Linked DNA regions of Mus musculus: region 2 is linked to region 1. Evidence: chromatin contacts called from public HiChIP or PLAC-seq data. All regions are on one chromosome and are shown on one strand. The core of a region is the stretch at or near the end of the contact, and the rest is flanking DNA. Distances in the headings are between cores, read along the strand shown.

Evidence for each region. HiChIP or PLAC-seq counts read pairs in DNA pulled down with a chosen protein or histone mark.
Region 2: a contact with region 1 is called in a FOXA1 HiChIP or PLAC-seq map of pancreatic cancer cells. The contact joins two enhancer-like sites. A contact is called at or near these places in 1 of 484 Hi-C or Micro-C datasets (embryonic stem cells), 1 of 115 datasets of contacts at active chromatin or transcription factors (pancreatic cancer cells) and 1 of 9 other capture datasets (embryonic stem cells).

Annotation. Positions count from the first base shown.
Region 1 is chr14:121,051,647-121,054,587 of GRCm38.p6, reverse strand. The region is part of intron 1 of Farp1 (FERM, RhoGEF (Arhgef) and pleckstrin domain protein 1 (chondrocyte-derived)); the gene reads right to left. Among named protein-coding and RNA genes, the nearest start is that of Farp1, 18 kb to the right of the region's middle. Within about 2 kb of position 1,422, at least 136 of the 459 cell types and tissues checked have an H3K27ac peak or open chromatin away from gene starts, as enhancers often do. A contact at or near this core is called in pancreatic cancer cells, where this site is marked.
Region 2 is chr14:121,434,430-121,437,370 of GRCm38.p6, reverse strand. No RefSeq gene overlaps it. Among named protein-coding and RNA genes, the nearest start is that of Gm33299, 21 kb to the left of the region's middle. Within about 2 kb of position 1,405, at least 143 of the 459 cell types and tissues checked have an H3K27ac peak or open chromatin away from gene starts, as enhancers often do. A contact at or near this core is called in pancreatic cancer cells, where this site is marked.

The DNA of each region.
Region 1 (2,941 bases), core at 173-2,672:
ACTGTTTGGTGGGAGCTTGTTTCCTATTAAACAAAAATCTAAGTTCTCTAAAAGAGCAATAAAGCTTTCAGAGAGTCCACAGCAGGAGGTCGGACACAAGCAGGCAGCCACAGATGTGATACTTTGTTGTTTAATCAAATACAAAGTACAAGTCTTAAACCTCCAGATTCATTCAAGGATAACCACATCTTTTCTTGTGCACATCTGCAGAAGGTATCCAGACGCCCCAATCTTTCCATCTAGAAAAAAAAGGGCTCCCAACTCCTCTCCCACAAATGAGTTCCAGAAACACTGCCCAGCGCCTGCCAGGCAGACACAGTCCAGGTGCTCAATGTGGCTCCAACAAACTCTTCTATCTGGCCAGCCAACTGGCACATGCATGCACACGCACATACATGCACACACATGCACACACTCGAACACACACGCACACACACTCACTGATTCCCTGAGCTCTCTGGCCCTCCTGCCTACCTATTAATTTCAATGTTCTGAAGGTGCCATTCCCTACCTGGGTACCTACTGGGGCTCCTGCAGCAGAATGACTCATGAAAGTAGCCCACAATCTGGCAATTTACTCTGAATTAAGCCAAAGACCATAATCATTGGTGTTTAGAGAGGTCACGCTAAGTTTAATTTCTAAGTTACTAATGTATGATATCATAGCACCAAACAAGCATTTTCTTCTTCTCGGTCTGAAAGGGGGTTTGTTTTTAAGCTCTCCCAGCCTGCAAGAGCATTGCTAAAGCACTCCTAACTTTGCCAGACACCAACCTGGCATCTGCCATTAAGAGAAACATGTCAGAAGCACGCACAGCACACAGACACACACATGGACAGACAGACAGACACACACACACACACACACACACACACACACACTGGGAAGGTTTAGAGCATGAATAAATGCAGATCTGCCGCCACCAGTAAGACACCACATCCAAGGCTTTCATGAACTGTGGCCAAGCAGCTAGGAGATCAGCTCAGGTCTGAGAGACTTGGGGTTCTTTTTCCTTCTAATGCACAAAAGGTAGTATACCATCTCCTAGAACACAGGGAAGATACACTTGCTGACACCTCTGAGAGAGCAGTCCCCATGCCCAAAGCTGCCCAGCCATACCCACTCCCACCCCCACCCACCGGCGGGCGAGCAGGCAGAGCCCACAAGAGCATTGGTCAGGCATGGCTCTGACCTAGGCAAGCTTTCACATTTAAGACTGCTGAAAAAACATTCCTGCTTGGACTCTTAACTTCAGAGAAGGCAGAACTCTTGACAGAAAGTGAAACCCAACCCCCACCCCACCACCAAAAGCTTCTGAGGGGAAAGAAGCCAAGGATAAAAGAGATGGGAGGGGCCAAGCCCTCCAGGGCCCTCAGCGCTTCTAAACTCACCCTGGGAATCTCTACAGGATAAATATCACAAAGCAAGCCACCCTCCCCATCACATGAACACAGCCAAATTCCTCTGAGTAAAGGTCAACAGGAAATGACCTGAAGAGACCTTTGACCTTAATCGTGTTGGTTTAAGGATTACTGAAGCAAGATTACTGGGGGAAAGAAAGCCACAAAACGTATGTAGACTAGATTATAACTGAAAAAGGAAACACTGTAAAAAAAATTAATTAAGGAGAGTGCAGGATGTTTATAATAAGGAGGTGGAGAGCAGATATGGGAACTAACTTCTGCTCCATTCCTCTGTGAACCTAAAGCTACTCATAAAAATAAAAAATAAAAAGAGACATCATCTATTTTTAAAACTTTAAGGAAAGAAGTTAAATAAGGCAGGCAGGAAGGAGAAAGCAGTCTGGGCTCAGAGCTCGGTGCGACTGTGCACCCTGCCTGATTACTTCATCTTTTTAATCATTTCACAGTGGCTTTATTGGTTTTGCATTTAAAAAGAAATAACTGAGTCTGGTGTGGTAACACACACCTGCAATCCCAGCAATTTAGGAAGCTGAGGCAGGAGGATGACAGAGTTGAGGCCAGCCCAGGCTACATAAGGAGACCCTATCTCGAACAACAGAGCCAGGTGTGGTGACACAAGGGTGTCATCTTACCGCTCAGCTCTGGATCTCATGTTCTTACTTAGGGAGACACAGTGTGACTTGGGAATTGCTATTCTGGATGTACCTGAGCCCCCGCTTCAGACTTAGGGATCACTCTCCACCTCAGAAGTCGGCACATCCCACTTCATGGATGGAAATTTTACACCCCTCAATTTCCAAGCCACACAGAGAATTCCTTGACCTAACCACCTGACGAAGACTCTACCCCTCCCCCAAGCATGCTTGAACAAGAGGAAGAAGGAGGAGAAGGAGGAGGAGGAGGAGGAGGAGGAGGAGGAGGAGAAGGAGGAGGAGCAGGAGGAGGAAGAGGAGGAGGAGGAGGAGCAGGAGGAGGAGAAGGAGGAGGAGCAGGAGGAGGAGAAGGAGGAGGAGGAGGAGGAGGAGGAGAAGGAGGAGCAGGAGGAGGAGGAGGAGGAGGAGCAGGAGGAGCAGGAGGAGGAGGAGCAGGAGGAGGAGGAGGAGAAGGAGAAGGAGGAGGAGCAGGAGGAGGAAGAGGAGGAGGAGGAGCAGGAGGAGGAGAAGGAGAAGGAGGAGGAACAGGAGGAGGAGAAGGAGGAGGAGGAGGAGGAGGAGGAGGAGGAGGGATGTCAGTTCCAATGGTACAGAGGGATAAGTTTGCAATACCATGCTCCCTCCATATGCAAAAGTATGTCATCACACTTGATGGCTCAGCCCAGCCCTCTAAGGTGAGATGAGGACCTCTCCAAGAAGCCCAAGTCTTCAAAATTTTTCAGTGGTTCCAGACCAGTAAAGGCTACATAGTGAAACCTTGTCTCAAAAACACAAAACAAACAAAATAAATACTAAAAAATAAAAATACTGATCACAAAGACGCCACAAGTTATTTAGAACCCGTGAGTCTTACTGCAGTGTAC
Region 2 (2,941 bases), core at 156-2,655, 380 kb before region 1:
TCTTGGTCACTACACTCACCATAACCTACGTGCCCAAAGTCAGGATGTCCACAGAGATATGTGGTTGACTGGGTGTCCAAAGGCAAGCCTGACTGCAAAGCTGACTCAGAAGCTGGCCAACCGCCAAGGTCAAGCTGGACTGCCCTGCGGTTTATCTGTTACCAGATGTTTTCAGGAAGACGGGAAGTAGCAGGATTCAGACCTCCTTCCAGACCACACCTAAGTCCCTTGTATTCCTAGTTCATGAAAGCATGCTGAGGTACAACCCCACACGGGACACTTAGTCCTCCCTCAGCTGTGAGGCACAGAGATGTGGCTACACTGACACCATAGAAAGCTGCCCACCAGTGACTTTCCATGATAGAAATGACGGCTAAAGCTCAGGAGGTTGGGGTCGTGTTGATATTTTAGTCATGGGTAGACTTAAAGACATTGCAGTGACCTGTTAGGGACAGAGGTTTGATTGGTTTTTGTATGTTCTCTCTCTCTCCCTCTCCCTCTCTCTCTCTCTCTCTCTCTCTCTCTCTCTCTCTCTCTCGTATGTGTGTAGATATCCCACATGCAAGTAAAGATGAGAGAGTCACCTCAAGCATCAGTCATAAGAGCCTTTCTGCTGGTTTTCAGAGACAGCATCTTTCCTTGGGACATAGAACTTGCCGGGCAGCCTGGGCAGCCTGGACTCCGGGGATCTTCCTATGTCTGTCTTCCTCACCTGGATTATAAATACATACCACCATGCTCAGGTTTTTATGTGGGTGCTGGGGCCATACTCAAGTTCTCATGTAGAGATATCTCCCCAGCCCCTACTGCTTTTCTGAGACATAGTCTCAAGTAGCCCAGGCTAGCCTTAGTCCTCCCATCTCTACCTCCCAATTTTGGAATTATAATCATTAGCCACCATGCTCCACACACAGATAGAAGGGTACAATTTACAGTCAATTGATTTAAGAGTCTTTATTTCCTTCCCTCCCTCCCTTCCTTCTTTCTTTGTTTCTTTCCTTCCTGAGACAGAGCCTCACTTGGTAACACTAGATGACCTAAATTTTGCTATCTGGACCAGGATGACTTCAAACCCAGAGAGACATGCCTGCCTCTGTCAGGAGAGTTCTGGGATTAAAGGTGTGCCCTGACACATTCAAGCTTTGGGCAGTTTGGGGAAGGCACAGGCTTCTAGGAATACCTCAGAAACAGTGCTGAGAGCAGTGGAGAGGGCTGGGCTGGATTTCCAGAAAGGACAATGTCTGGAGAAGACTCGTTGGAGGAACAGAGAGAACATTTGCGGGTGACATTCCGCACCTCCTGCTGCTTCTGTGCTCTCCTGAATGTCACCCTGGAGAGCAGGGTTTCTCCCAGATCGCCTGAGCTCTGCTCTGAGTCACCGCCAGACATTTGTTTTTGCTCTTGTTTTCCATTATAGCAACCTTATCTGGTGAGTGGTGAGTCAGGACCAGCCGAGGAAGGAGGGGAGGGAGGCTCTGAGGGAAGGAGCAAAGCAGACATCTTGGTCAGAGAGCTGCTCTGGCCTGGGTGAGGATCCTAGGCTACAGAGGGGATGGAACAAGGTCATTTGAAGGGGACCCCCCCCCCCCCTTCCCAGTGACATCCACACCAGGCTTGCCACTAGTGTGGCATGACAGATTTTCATCTAAGTTCCTCCTAGGCCAGACTTCATTCCTCCTGAGGACAAATGAGAGAGAGAGAGAGAGAGAGAGAGAGAGAGAGAGAGGGAGAGAGAGAGAGAGAGAGAGAGAGAGAGAGAGAAGCAAAAGGGCTGGCAAGATGCTCAGTAGGTAAAAGTACCTTCCACTAAGCCCCCAGGCCCATGGAAAGAACCAACTCCCAACTGAATGTCATCCTCTGATCTCTGCATGTACATCATGTGTGTGTGTGTGTGTGTGTGTGTGTTTGTACACAAATAGACAAGTAATGAAATATCAACAAAAGCACATAATTCATTTGATAGAAAAGAAGGGAGAACTCCTTTTCTCAGCACACAGATCACTGCAAGTTAAAGAGAAAGAGAGACTTTTTCTATTCTTCCCAAACAGGCATGAATCTTCTGGTGATTAAATAAGACCCTCACCAATGTTACAACTCAAGAGTGTTTCCTCTTAGACTCAGAAGCCACCTCTTTACAGTGATGTCATCCAGAAGCCCTGCCAGTCAGAAGTGTCATGAATGAGATGGGCCTGGTCCCGTGATGGCCCATGTCCTCCTTAGGGGAGTTGTCCCTGTGCTCTGTGCGCAGCATAGTCTAGCCTAGGGGGAGCTTGTTCACTGCCCAACCTCATGCCCTTCTCCCTATCATGGGAGTTAAAGATGGTTCTCGTTTGGAAGTAGAGTTTCTTTCCCTCTCCCTCTCCCTCCCTTCCTCTCCCTCCCCTCAGCCCCTCCCTCTCCCTCCCCCTCTCCATCCTTCCCCTCCCTCTGCGTCTGTGTGTCTGTACATGCATGAGCTTTCTGGTGGCTAGGTTTTATGTCAACTTATCACAAATTAGGGCCATCTGAGAGGAGAGAACCCCAACTGAGAAACCATCTCCATAAGATCAGGCTGTAGGCAAGCCTGTAGGGCATTTTTACATAGTGACTGATGGGGAAAGGCCCAGTCCACCACAGATGATACCACTCCCCTGAGCTCTATAAGGAAGCAGGGTGAGCAAGCCATGGGAGCAAGTCAGTAAGCAGCACCCCTCCATGGCCTCTGCATCAGATCCTGCTTCCAGGTTCCTGCCCTGTTTGATGATAAACTGTGAGATGGAACCCTTTCTTCCCCAAGACATGATGTCTCATCAAAGCCGTAGTTACCCCAAACAACCTTGTCCATGTATGTAGTGTGTGTATGTGTGTGTGTGTGTGTGTGTGTGTGTGTAAGAGAGAGAGAGAGAGAGAGAGAGAGAGAGAGAGAGAGAGAGCTGTTCCTCAGGCACTACTCTTGTTTTGT